Linked DNA regions of Strix aluco: region 2 is linked to region 1. The links are chromatin contacts, called in public Hi-C maps. All regions are on one chromosome and are shown on one strand. Each heading gives the region's core, a stretch centred on a gene start, on an enhancer-like site or on the middle of the called end of the contact. The rest is flanking DNA. Distances are from core to core; before and after follow the strand shown.

The links. Hi-C and Micro-C count contacts between places; a contact is called where the count stands out from the background.
Region 2: a contact with region 1 is called in a Hi-C map of brain, with 2.3 times the contacts expected there. The contact joins the promoter of TAPT1 here to the promoter of FBXL5 in region 1. A contact is called at or near these places in 2 of 2 Hi-C or Micro-C datasets (brain and heart).

What each region holds. Positions count from the first base shown.
Region 1 is chr4:17,004,082-17,009,237 of bStrAlu1.hap1, forward strand. FBXL5 (F-box and leucine rich repeat protein 5) reads right to left here and starts at 2,513. Exons shown (of 11, transcript XM_074822160.1): 1 at 2,361-2,513. The coding sequence starts at 2,486.
Region 2 is chr4:17,259,368-17,264,523 of bStrAlu1.hap1, forward strand. TAPT1 (transmembrane anterior posterior transformation 1) reads right to left here and starts at 2,395. Exons shown (of 14, transcript XM_074822186.1): 1 at 2,129-2,395. The coding sequence starts at 2,369. LOC141922653 (a long non-coding RNA gene) reads left to right here and starts at 4,517. Exons shown (of 2, transcript XR_012623043.1): 1 at 4,517-5,156.

The DNA of each region.
Region 1 (5,156 bases), core at 1,263-3,762:
CTGCTCTATTTGCAGCAAAGATGACGTCAGGCATTAGAAAAAGCATTTTAACTATACAGACTGCCTGTGGTAGCACTCCACTACCTACAGGGGGATACATCCTCTGAGGACTTAAAGAATCTACTTATCAAAGTAGGCAACGTATTTGATAACTTCGTGGGTTTCGTTACAAAACAAAATTTTATTCTTATTATCCAAGTCCAGGCCACTGCGTACAACACATGTAAAAATGCCACTTAAGAATGGAGCAAATATATAGTGAGATCTCTGCTAGCAGCAGTTTAAAAAGTAGAACTTTCCTAATGCACCAAACTTCTTAAACGTCTGATTCACTGTTCTGTCTCATATCAAGTCACAAAAGAACAAAATAAACTGCGTCTCTCTGGCCTAAAGGATTATTTAAGTACCTACACACTTTACCTACCAGTAACATTACCGTTGTTCCCCTGAAAAGCAAATCATAGATGCACCCATTGCACCATTTGCTGGAATTGACTAAATTCAGCCACTAACAGACAGCAACTATACTACAGTGTACAGGGAACATGAGGAACAGCAGGTAATATGTAATTCACAAAATTAAAGACCCCTTAAGGACTAAATAAATTTATAAAGAGCATGGCTTTACAGATTATAATTGCCATGTAAGCAGAACTACAGTCTTATCTAATTACAGCATCTCAATCACACAAGAAGGAAAGTCAAACACAGTTCAGAGGTTTTTCTGATGCAAAGCTAGCGTTACTCTAATACAAAGGTCATAGGCCAGGCACAGTCTCCAAGTTCTGAAACAGGGTTAAAGGATGCAAGCATCCCGCATAAAAATTTTTAGAAAATGAGAAATTACGTTCATTGCAAACCGGGTAGTTTTGATCAAATTTGCCAGTATTTAGGAAAACCAATCACTCCGGCACAGCCAGTTTTACTTTTATCAAGTCATGGTAAATTTGCTCAAAACTTTGTGGGAGGCTCAATAAAAGTGACAGAAATGCCTCTCTAGGAACAAAACCCAAATGACTACAGTATCTGGAGGTTCAAACAAAACCTGTCAACAATACGCTAACATTGTTGCTGGGGGCCAGGGGGGAGAAGAGTCCCAGGTGTTTGCTCCTCTTCATGTAAAATCCACTCTGCTAAGATACCACAAGTTTTTATGCTGTCACAGATTAAAGTTAACTGCAAACATACTCACAGATAAAAGGCAAAGTGAAATTATGGCAGGTCTCACCTTCTCCTCCCCTCAGACCCTCTGTTCACTTAGCTAACCTAGCAAAAAACAACTCACATTTCCTCACCCAATTTGCAAATTGAACAGGCTCATGCGAAGGGATCTGGTGAGCCCCAGAACGCTACAAGGTGGCATGTGGAAAACAGGCAAAGGAAGCTAGAACTCCCCCATCCTGCTGGCAGTAGTAAGCTATTATACTGTCTCTCATGTAACTTCACCCTCCCTTTAAATGTCTTTGAGCCAGTCTGGTTCTCCAAACAGCCATTTATGCCCACAGATGGGAGGCACTACTTCTTTCAGTAGGAGTGCTGGCTTTGAAGTATTTGCCTGAAACCCTTCCCTCACGCTCAGAGCTGCTGCAGCAAAGTTTGCCTTTCAGGTGACACATCAGCCTTGATTATTAACTACCCTGGTGCAGGAATAAAAATTACTTTTGTCCACGAGTAAAATTATATATATTTAAAATAAAAAATCTACCTAGGGTATCTTTAAGCGACTCGCCAATTAAACGCTGCGCATAAAAACGCAAACACAGCCGCTTGCAGACTGTTAGCGAGCACTATGCACAGCACCGGTGCCTCGCCCGGCACCGTTTAATTAACAAAAATGGACAGGCCTCGCCGCCTGCCTTCCCCCTCAGTACTACGGGCCCCCCGGGGCCTCACTCGCCGCCCCGCACCGTAACGGGAGGGGCCGCTCCGCCGCAGCCCGCCCCGGCGCCCACTCCCTAGCTCCGGGGCAGCAAGCCCGGGGGGGTGAGCGCCGGCGCCCCCCTGCCCGGCGGCCCGGCAATAGGGAAGGCGGCAGGAAGGCGTGGTCCCCGCAGGGAAGCGCCGCTCCCCCGAGCTGAAGAGAGCGGGACACCCCGCCGGCAGAGCCGCCGGGGCAACAGGAGCGAGGGGAGCCCCAGCCCAGCTCTGAAGGGGCCGAGCGGGGCGTAGGGCGCGGCAGGGAAGGCGGCACCACCAGCCCCACTGCCCGCGGCGGGTAGGGCCGGAGCGCCCAGCAGCCCCGCAGCAGCGGTGAGAAGTTGCCGCCGGGGCCGGGGCGGCGAGGCGCTGACAGCTGCGCACTCCCGAAATCCTCCCTCCCGCCTCAGGGGAGCGGGGCAGAAGCCGCCCCCCTCCACTACCTTGTCGCAGTAGAGCCCCACGAGCTGCTTCATCCGCCAGTGCGGAGCCGAGAAGACGTCCACCTCCTCGGGGAAAGGAGCCATGTTCTCCCCATAGAGCCCCGGCGCTAACGGCGGCGGCAACATCCGCCGCGCGCATGCGCCGCGGAGAGCGCCCCGCCGCCACGTGACCATGGCCGCCCCGCGAACGCCGCTGCCCGGCCCGGCCCGCCGCGCGCATGCGCAGCCCCCCCACCCCCCTTCTCGCGGGGAGCGGGCGGTGGCGGCGGGGACCGGCTGACGCCCGCCTGGCCCCGGCCTGGCCCCGGCGCAGCGCGGCTGCTCCGCCGGTGTGCGCGGCGGGCAGCCCGCAGAGGCCAGGCCTGCAAAGCGCGGGGCTGACCGGGGCTGCGGGAGCGGCTCCCGACGCAGGCGGGCTCCCGGGCTGTGCGCGGGGCACGGCCGCTGTCCCGTGGTAGCGGGTCTGCAGGCCCACCAGGTAACCTGGCACGCCGGGGGCACGGCAGGTTTTATGCCTTTAATTAAATTGCAAGAAGTTAAAAATCGCGTCGTGCATTTACATAAAGTCAGGAAAACTCGCTTCACCCAAATAAACTGAGGAGATGACAACGTGTGAGGAATAAAGAGGGTGTCTGCTGATGAACTGGTGTTGGTGATAGAAGATGTGTGATGCGTCCCAAACTGGCCTGCTGCGGGGAATCTGCCCCCAACTTTTTGCAGCACCTGTGCCAAAGAAGCAGAGTTAAATGCTGCGTTTGTTCAACATCCAAGACAAAAAGAGCAGGAATGCCAGCGCTTGATACTCAACTGTCCATGCAACATTTTGAAAAAAGTAGGAACACTTCACAGAATTGAGAGTACACATGAGTTTGACAAAAGGTGTAACTGTCAGTCAACATAGCAGTGTGTAGTAAAATTCCCAACCAGCATGGCAACGTGTAGTAATAGTAAATGTCCCAGAAATGCATTGTCAAACTTGAAATAAATGCAGCAGGCCTTTCTGACTGAAAACTATTCCTGTACAAAATCTGTCTTGCAGATATTAAATAGATTAAAAGCTAGCGAGTTTATAGATGTAAGCAATTAATTCTAAATAGAAGTATTTCCAGCACATGTTTTTAGTCCAGTATTCCTCAACGTACTAATGCTTGCAAATAAAATGAGAAATTATTGCTGGTAAAAGTAGTAGTGAATTGAGAAGGAGAGATCACGTTATGAGGGTTATCTAGATCACACTGTGCACAATAATCTTTTTATCTCTTTAAGGAAATGAGGCTTAAGCAATTGCAGTATTGGGTGTTTCCCCTTCCATTCATCCTTTCCACCTTCAAGGACTTTTGAAAATGCTGGCCTACTTAATCATATTTGCAAATATGTATGCATCTTGGAAGGTTAAATTCATACAACTTTGGGGAAAAAAAGCAGTTACACATGCGAGAAGAAGAGGAAGGCAAAGCACAGGTGTTACGCAGCTGGCCACCAAGCACCTGGTTGCATTTACTACTTGGCTAATAAGCACAACTCTGGCTTTTGGCTTGTGCATTTCTTGCACGGAGGGTCTATCATAGCATACAGGGGAACAGGTGAGACATTGGGTTACTGCTGTAGGTAAAATTGTGCACCGAAGACACAAACCATCAAGAAACAATGTTTGGTGAAGTTCGTTGCTTACAGAGAAGCTTGTTAATGTGAGCAGTTGCAAGGTCACATTTCCCCGCCTAAAGCATGAAGTCGTACAGAATTGGGGTTATTCTGCCAGCAATTCATGCCTGAATAATAATAGAAGATTAATGTTCCCACCTGTTACACCTTTCTTCTGCTGGAAGTTGCCACTCCCATGTGGTGGAAATAACAAGAGAGAACATGTCTGTTCCTCATCTTCCAGGGCTTCGTAATATAAACCTATGCTAAATTTCATGGTTGTTAGAGTTAATATTCAGTTTGTGACCTAGAGTATCTCCAGAGCAGATATCCTGCCAATTTTGCTGAGTCTGCTTCATGGGCTATAACCTCTTCTAGGAGAGAGGGGCAGAGAGCGAGGGACAGTGATGTGCATCCAGCATGAATTCCCGGAGCTTGGGAGGCAAGAGGGGCAGCCACTTCTTGACAGTGAAGTACAATACTACAAAAGAAAGTGCCTGATAATGGGACTAAAATATTGAATTTTTTATGGACAAGTTTAAGGGTAGACTCTTCATTCATGTAACAGGAAAAAACTTCATGAGATCCAATGACTGGAAGCTAAAAGTAGACAAGTTCAGGCCAGAGCTAAGGTTTGGCTCTCAAGGCTATCAAACCATTGGCACGATTTCCCTGGAGGTGTGTTAGTTTAGCCATCATGTGAAGTGTTTAAATCAAAACTAAGAACATAAATTAAAAATGGCTGTGCTGAGTCAGATCAGAGGCCCTTCTGGCCTGATGTTTTGTTTCTAGAAGTGGCTAGTGAGTAAAGGGAGCTCAGTAGGGGGTGAGATGGGGATCCCACCAGTTGTTTGACTCATTTCCACTCCCTCTGGGATGTTAGGAGAAGTCGTCTCTTGTTCGGAGAACACAACTGAGCAGCACCCACATTTTCTTCTCAAAGTTGATGAGTCCTCAACTTGTACTGTGTATTTTAAGCAGAAGTTTTAGTCTTGATGCAAAAATTGGTGATAATTTCTGCCCTGTTCTATATAGAAGATCACATCAGTGATACCTCTGGTTTCTGCTAGCCCTGAAATTACTGAGCAAAATCTGGTTGCAGAAAAGTTGATAATAAAAAAAAAAAAAAATCATTGACTTCCATGGATTATTGCA
Region 2 (5,156 bases), core at 1,145-3,644, 260 kb after region 1:
CTTAAAGTATTCTCATTTATCTCCCCACCTCAGGACAGAAAAGCACAAGCATCTTCAAAGCATAAAAGGCCACTAACTCCTTCAAGGTAAAAAGATAATGATTTACCTAAGTTATACTTCAATGCATAGCTGCACAAAGGATAACCATTAACCAGAAATGGAGAGGAAAATCTGTGCAAATGCAAAATGCAGTGCACCTCAGCAAGTTTCTGTTGTTATGTAAACATAACTTTAATCCTAAATGCAACAATTCCAGGCACTCACTCCACTCCCCTCAATCCTAAATACACACTTCTTCCATAAACACTCAAATCAATTAAGACTAAACCAGCACATTTAAAAAAAAAAAAGTATTTCCTTCTCCTCTAAACAATTTCTGTGTACAGTACTGGTCCTGCTTTACCATCGTGAAAAAACCCTACTTCTATCTACTATTTAACATATTGCTACCATTAGATGAGTTATAATTTTCAGTTGCTCTATCAAGAAGCCTGTTCTATTGTTTTCTTGTCCTGAAGAGTCAGAGTGCGCCAATGATTTTTAATTAATTTTTAATTTTAAATCAATTGCTGGAACATAGTTAGGAACTCCACACACACACCCCAATAACAATTTCCTTATTTTATAAGTTATTTGTTCAGCTGTCTTTCAGGTATATCAGTATGTATCTTGACCATTCTTCTTTTCACCACAAAGCAATTCGTAATACTGCAATCAAGCCAATTTCTTATAACTATGGAAATTACATCAGTCTCATCAACACCACAGAACTGCAGTCAATGATGCTGCATGTCCTATGACATAACCCACGTCAGAAACGGACACAGTACCTGTCAAACTTAGAAGGAAAGCATTCAATTGTTGGCACATGATTTAAGTTAAACTCTACTTCCTATTTTTTGTTTTTCGTATTTGATAAGACCTGCAGTATCACATTCAAGCCAACACTGAGGCAGAAAGCCTGGATATTTGAACACCACTTTGAGCACTTTCCAGATTTTCAGCAAGCCACTCAGGAGTATGGTACTAATAAAGTTATTTATAACCTTACCAACACTAAATCAGGCTTTGCCACACTGAGTGACAATTTTTACAAAAAAGGCATGGCTATTTTCAAAAATTACTCTGCAGATACCTGAAATAACCAGTTCAAGTGTAAATGTAAATATAGCTGTAGATTGATCGCAAAGGCCATGACATTCTTCCTTATTTCTCCCTATAAAAGCCTCAGTAAACTACACTTAGTTCCAAAGACTTCTAATAATCTGCATACAACTTCAAGGCTCTGACAGCACTGATACTTTCAGTAGCATAGGCAAAGACACTATGTGTATATAATAAGAACGGTTAAGGCAGAGAAGCATTTCTCGTACTTCAGCAGGCAAGTGAAGCAAGCCGGGCAGCCCTCCCGGCCCGCGGGGCTCAGGAACCACAGGGCCCAGGTCTGAACCGCTCTGCTCCTGTCAGAAGCCGCCGTTCGAGGCACTCGCTGCAGTCACTCCTTGGCAGGTATCCTAACAACCTGAGTTTCAACGTCAGTGTGTAACACTTCGATGGATGATGCCCGTGTTGTTTAAAACCCCCTGACTATCACCACCAAACATGTTGCGTGACAGGGCACATGGACTTCACTGCCCCCGTTCCCCTTCCTCAACACGCTCCCGTGGAAAGTAGGGGCCCACGCAGTCACGCCGAGGGCTCTATTTCACTGACACGGGCGCGTTCGCTGACTAAACTTAAGGGCAGGGAGAGAAGAGGCAGCGGAGCCGCCGGGGAAGCTCCCCCCCCGATGCCGGAACGGTGGCACGACGCCGCTCTCCAGGCCCGCGAGGTCCCGGCGCACTTTTTGAAGTAGCTCACTGAAGTTTGCACCGGCGGGCGGCCGCGGCGCCCTCAGCCCCGCCTCAGGCACCCACCCCGGCCCCAGCCCCTCAAGCGGGCCGGCCCGGCCGGCGCTGTGAGGAGCCAGCGCTGGCGGCGCGCCCCGGAGGCGCCGCCCGCCCCGGGCAACGCCGCCACGGCCACCCCGATCTCCCGTGGGGGGCCAACCCAGCCCGGGGACTCTCGCTGCCCTCCACCCGCCCCGGCCTGCCGAGAGGTGGCCTCCCGCCCCGCTGCCGACCCTCACCCGAGAGGCTCCGCTTCTTCTTCCTGCCCCGGTCGCTCTCGTAGAAGCCCAGCGTCTCCGTTCGCTGCTGCGGAGACGGCTGCCCCGGGCCGGCGGCAGGCGGCCGCGGCTCGCGGCTCCCCCAGAGAGTTTTGGGCTCCCCCCGGCCGCTCTCCTGCTGCTCCGGGGCGCCGCCGCGCCGTCCGTCCTCGCCGCTGCCCGGCGCGGCGGCGGAAGCAGCGGCGTCGGCAACGCCGGCCATGTTCAGCGCCGCCCGCTCCGCGCCCGCCGCCCCCGAGCCGCGCGCCGCGCCGCGCCCCGGCCGGTGACTCATCACCGCGCGACAGCGGCGCGGCCCGGCCGCCGCGAGAGGGCCCGGCGCGGGGGGCGGGGGCGAGGCGGGCGCGGCGCCATGTTGCCGTTAACCGCCGAGGTGCCAGGAGCCCCGCGCCCCGGCCTCGTCTCCTTCCAGCGTCTTCCTCTGCCCGGCCTCCGAGCTTCCTGTGGTTTTGTAGGTACCGCTGGGCACAAGAAAGACATTTGTGTTAGGGGAGAGATTTAGCGGGCCCTCTGCCGTTGTCGTAAGAAATGTGTGTAATGGCCACGGTTTCACCCCCACATGGGCTGGGTGACAGTAGTTCAAAACAGTTGCAAATAACGTGATTAATCTACACTGTGCCATGCAAATAAAGACCGTGTTTGGAAATGGAAAGCAAAAGGTGAATTATTAACTCTAAAGCCAACAGGATTTCAACAAACTGCATGTGTTGGACCAGACCGGGCACTTGAGGTCACAGACTCGCGCTCCCAGGGTTTGTGTATCTCTTCCCACAAGAGGCTTCTGGAAGGAGTCGTTGCTGCCAAGCCCATCTGCAAAGGACGGCTGCTGTTGTAACTTCCCAGCTAGCACAGAGCTCTCAATGCTGCTCTGGACACAGGGGGGCACATGTTGGTGCTTGAGGGGCCTGCAAAGGTCCACAAGGCCTACCAGCCCAAGAACCAGGGTCTGAAATCTTGTGGTTCATGAAGTGCCGAGGCTGGACAGGCGGTTAGTTACTGGCAACATGATAGTGGTGATGATAAGGCTTGTCAGAGGCCATACTAATGAAAAATAATTGTTCCTGTCACAAAGTGCTTGTAATTTATACAAGAGTAAACATGAACATAAGAAACAGGGAGCTCAAGGTAACAGCGAAGCACTTGTTTGCAGGGGAATTCACATGGGCACGAGGACAAAATACCTGGCCTGAATTTCAAGTACAAGGTCTCTTTCACATTCAGTTCTCATGTCCTTATCATGCATTCAGAGGCCAGATTCAGCCAGTTTAATATTTAGCCACTCATCCAGGGAAAACAAAGAATGCTTTATTCTTTCTTTGGAAGGCCGTAGTAGTCTTCCTCTATAACTCTTAAGTTAGTTGTACAGTTGTCTCAAAGAGCATTTCAGGCTTTGAATAGACTAGAGGTGCCAAACTCCATTGCCATTAGTGGTTCCAAATGCCTGAAATCTGGTAGGATTAATTCAAGTCTTGACATTTTCAGGCAGTGGAGCACTTCTTGCAGGCACTCATAGTGCAATAAGAGTATCATATAGGGAGCTAATAGTGATAGACTATATGTTACCAGTTTGGGCTTTCTTCTCCCATGTTTCCTTTGTGGATGTAAAAAGCAGTTGGAAAAATAGAATGCAGAGCAAAGAGCTCCAAAAAGAGCTGAAAAATTCCCTCAGCTGGAGTGCTGTTGCAGTGCATGCAAAATTACGTGACACCCTGAGAGATACTCTGCTTCCAACAGTGTATAAAAGCTATATCCATTCATAAGATGCATTGCACAATATTTAAGGACAACAAATTGTCACAAACTTGTTTTAAGTCTTACCCAAAAGAAAGTTATTGCAGCGTCAAGCATCATCTAAGAACCAGCTATGTTCTTCTTCCTTCAGGTCCGCTGAGAAGCTATCTAATGAATTCCCAGCACCAGTTGTGACAGCACATACATTTTCTATTCAGGGGTTGACCCAAGATAACCTTGCTTAGTTTAGAAGAACTTCCAGTTTTCCACTTGAAGTAGTTCAGCTGAAGGCACAATAATAGTATTACTGCAATACGGTTCAGCTAAGAATTTGCTCATATTTTTGATGCTTCAAAAGCACATTGAGCAGCTACCCTTAAGTTTCTACCCACAGAGTCTTTATGTTTTTTCTGTACTTTACATCCAGTTTGTTACCCATCATTGGCCAGAATTTTAATGTGTTCTTTTCCACATGCAAAGATGTGTGTATTTCAACTATTACATGTGCTATTTTGACATGGTGGACACTTTCAGAAGGTCAACCTGACGGCAGCAAAATCCAGTCTTTAGATATTTGAGTCACTGAACTAGCCAAGTCAGAGGAGAGAAGTTATTTAGTGAAAAATATTAGCAGTGCTGATATAGGAAGTAGTGTTTCATTATGATATCTGCTGTTGGGAGTTATCTGGGACCATCTGCTGTTTGGGCACGAGAAGCTGTATTTTGTTGCTTTCCATCGCTTATCTGCTGTGAGACATGCTACGGAGTGACTCTGCAGCGGGTCAGAATCCACTTTGCAGTTTCATAACCATTCACCGATCTTTTTCCTGAAGCGATTTTCTTAGAACAAGACACAGCCCTGTCTATGTTGCCACAGCTGGAGTTTCACTTTTTTCCCTAAGAGATAATTAGCAGGTGAGGGGGAAAGGGAGGAGGATTGTTTCAAAATAATGACTGTCTCCAAGGAGAAAAAGCAGTTTCATTCATACAACAGCAAAAACCGTTAGGATAGCTGTGGAGTGAATACACACCGGGAATTAAGAGTTACTTGAATTTTATTAGAAATGTCAGCACTGTTGATCTTTGGGGCTTTGCACAAGCTAATTCATTTTTTGCCTTAAATTTTCCATAAGTATACTATAGTAATGATTATCTACCTATAGATAATAATGTGTCTTACACATAATCATCACAGAGGGATTTTTGCTAATTTGATGTCAGGAAAGTTTCTTCTGGAACTGTCAAGTATTAAAACCTT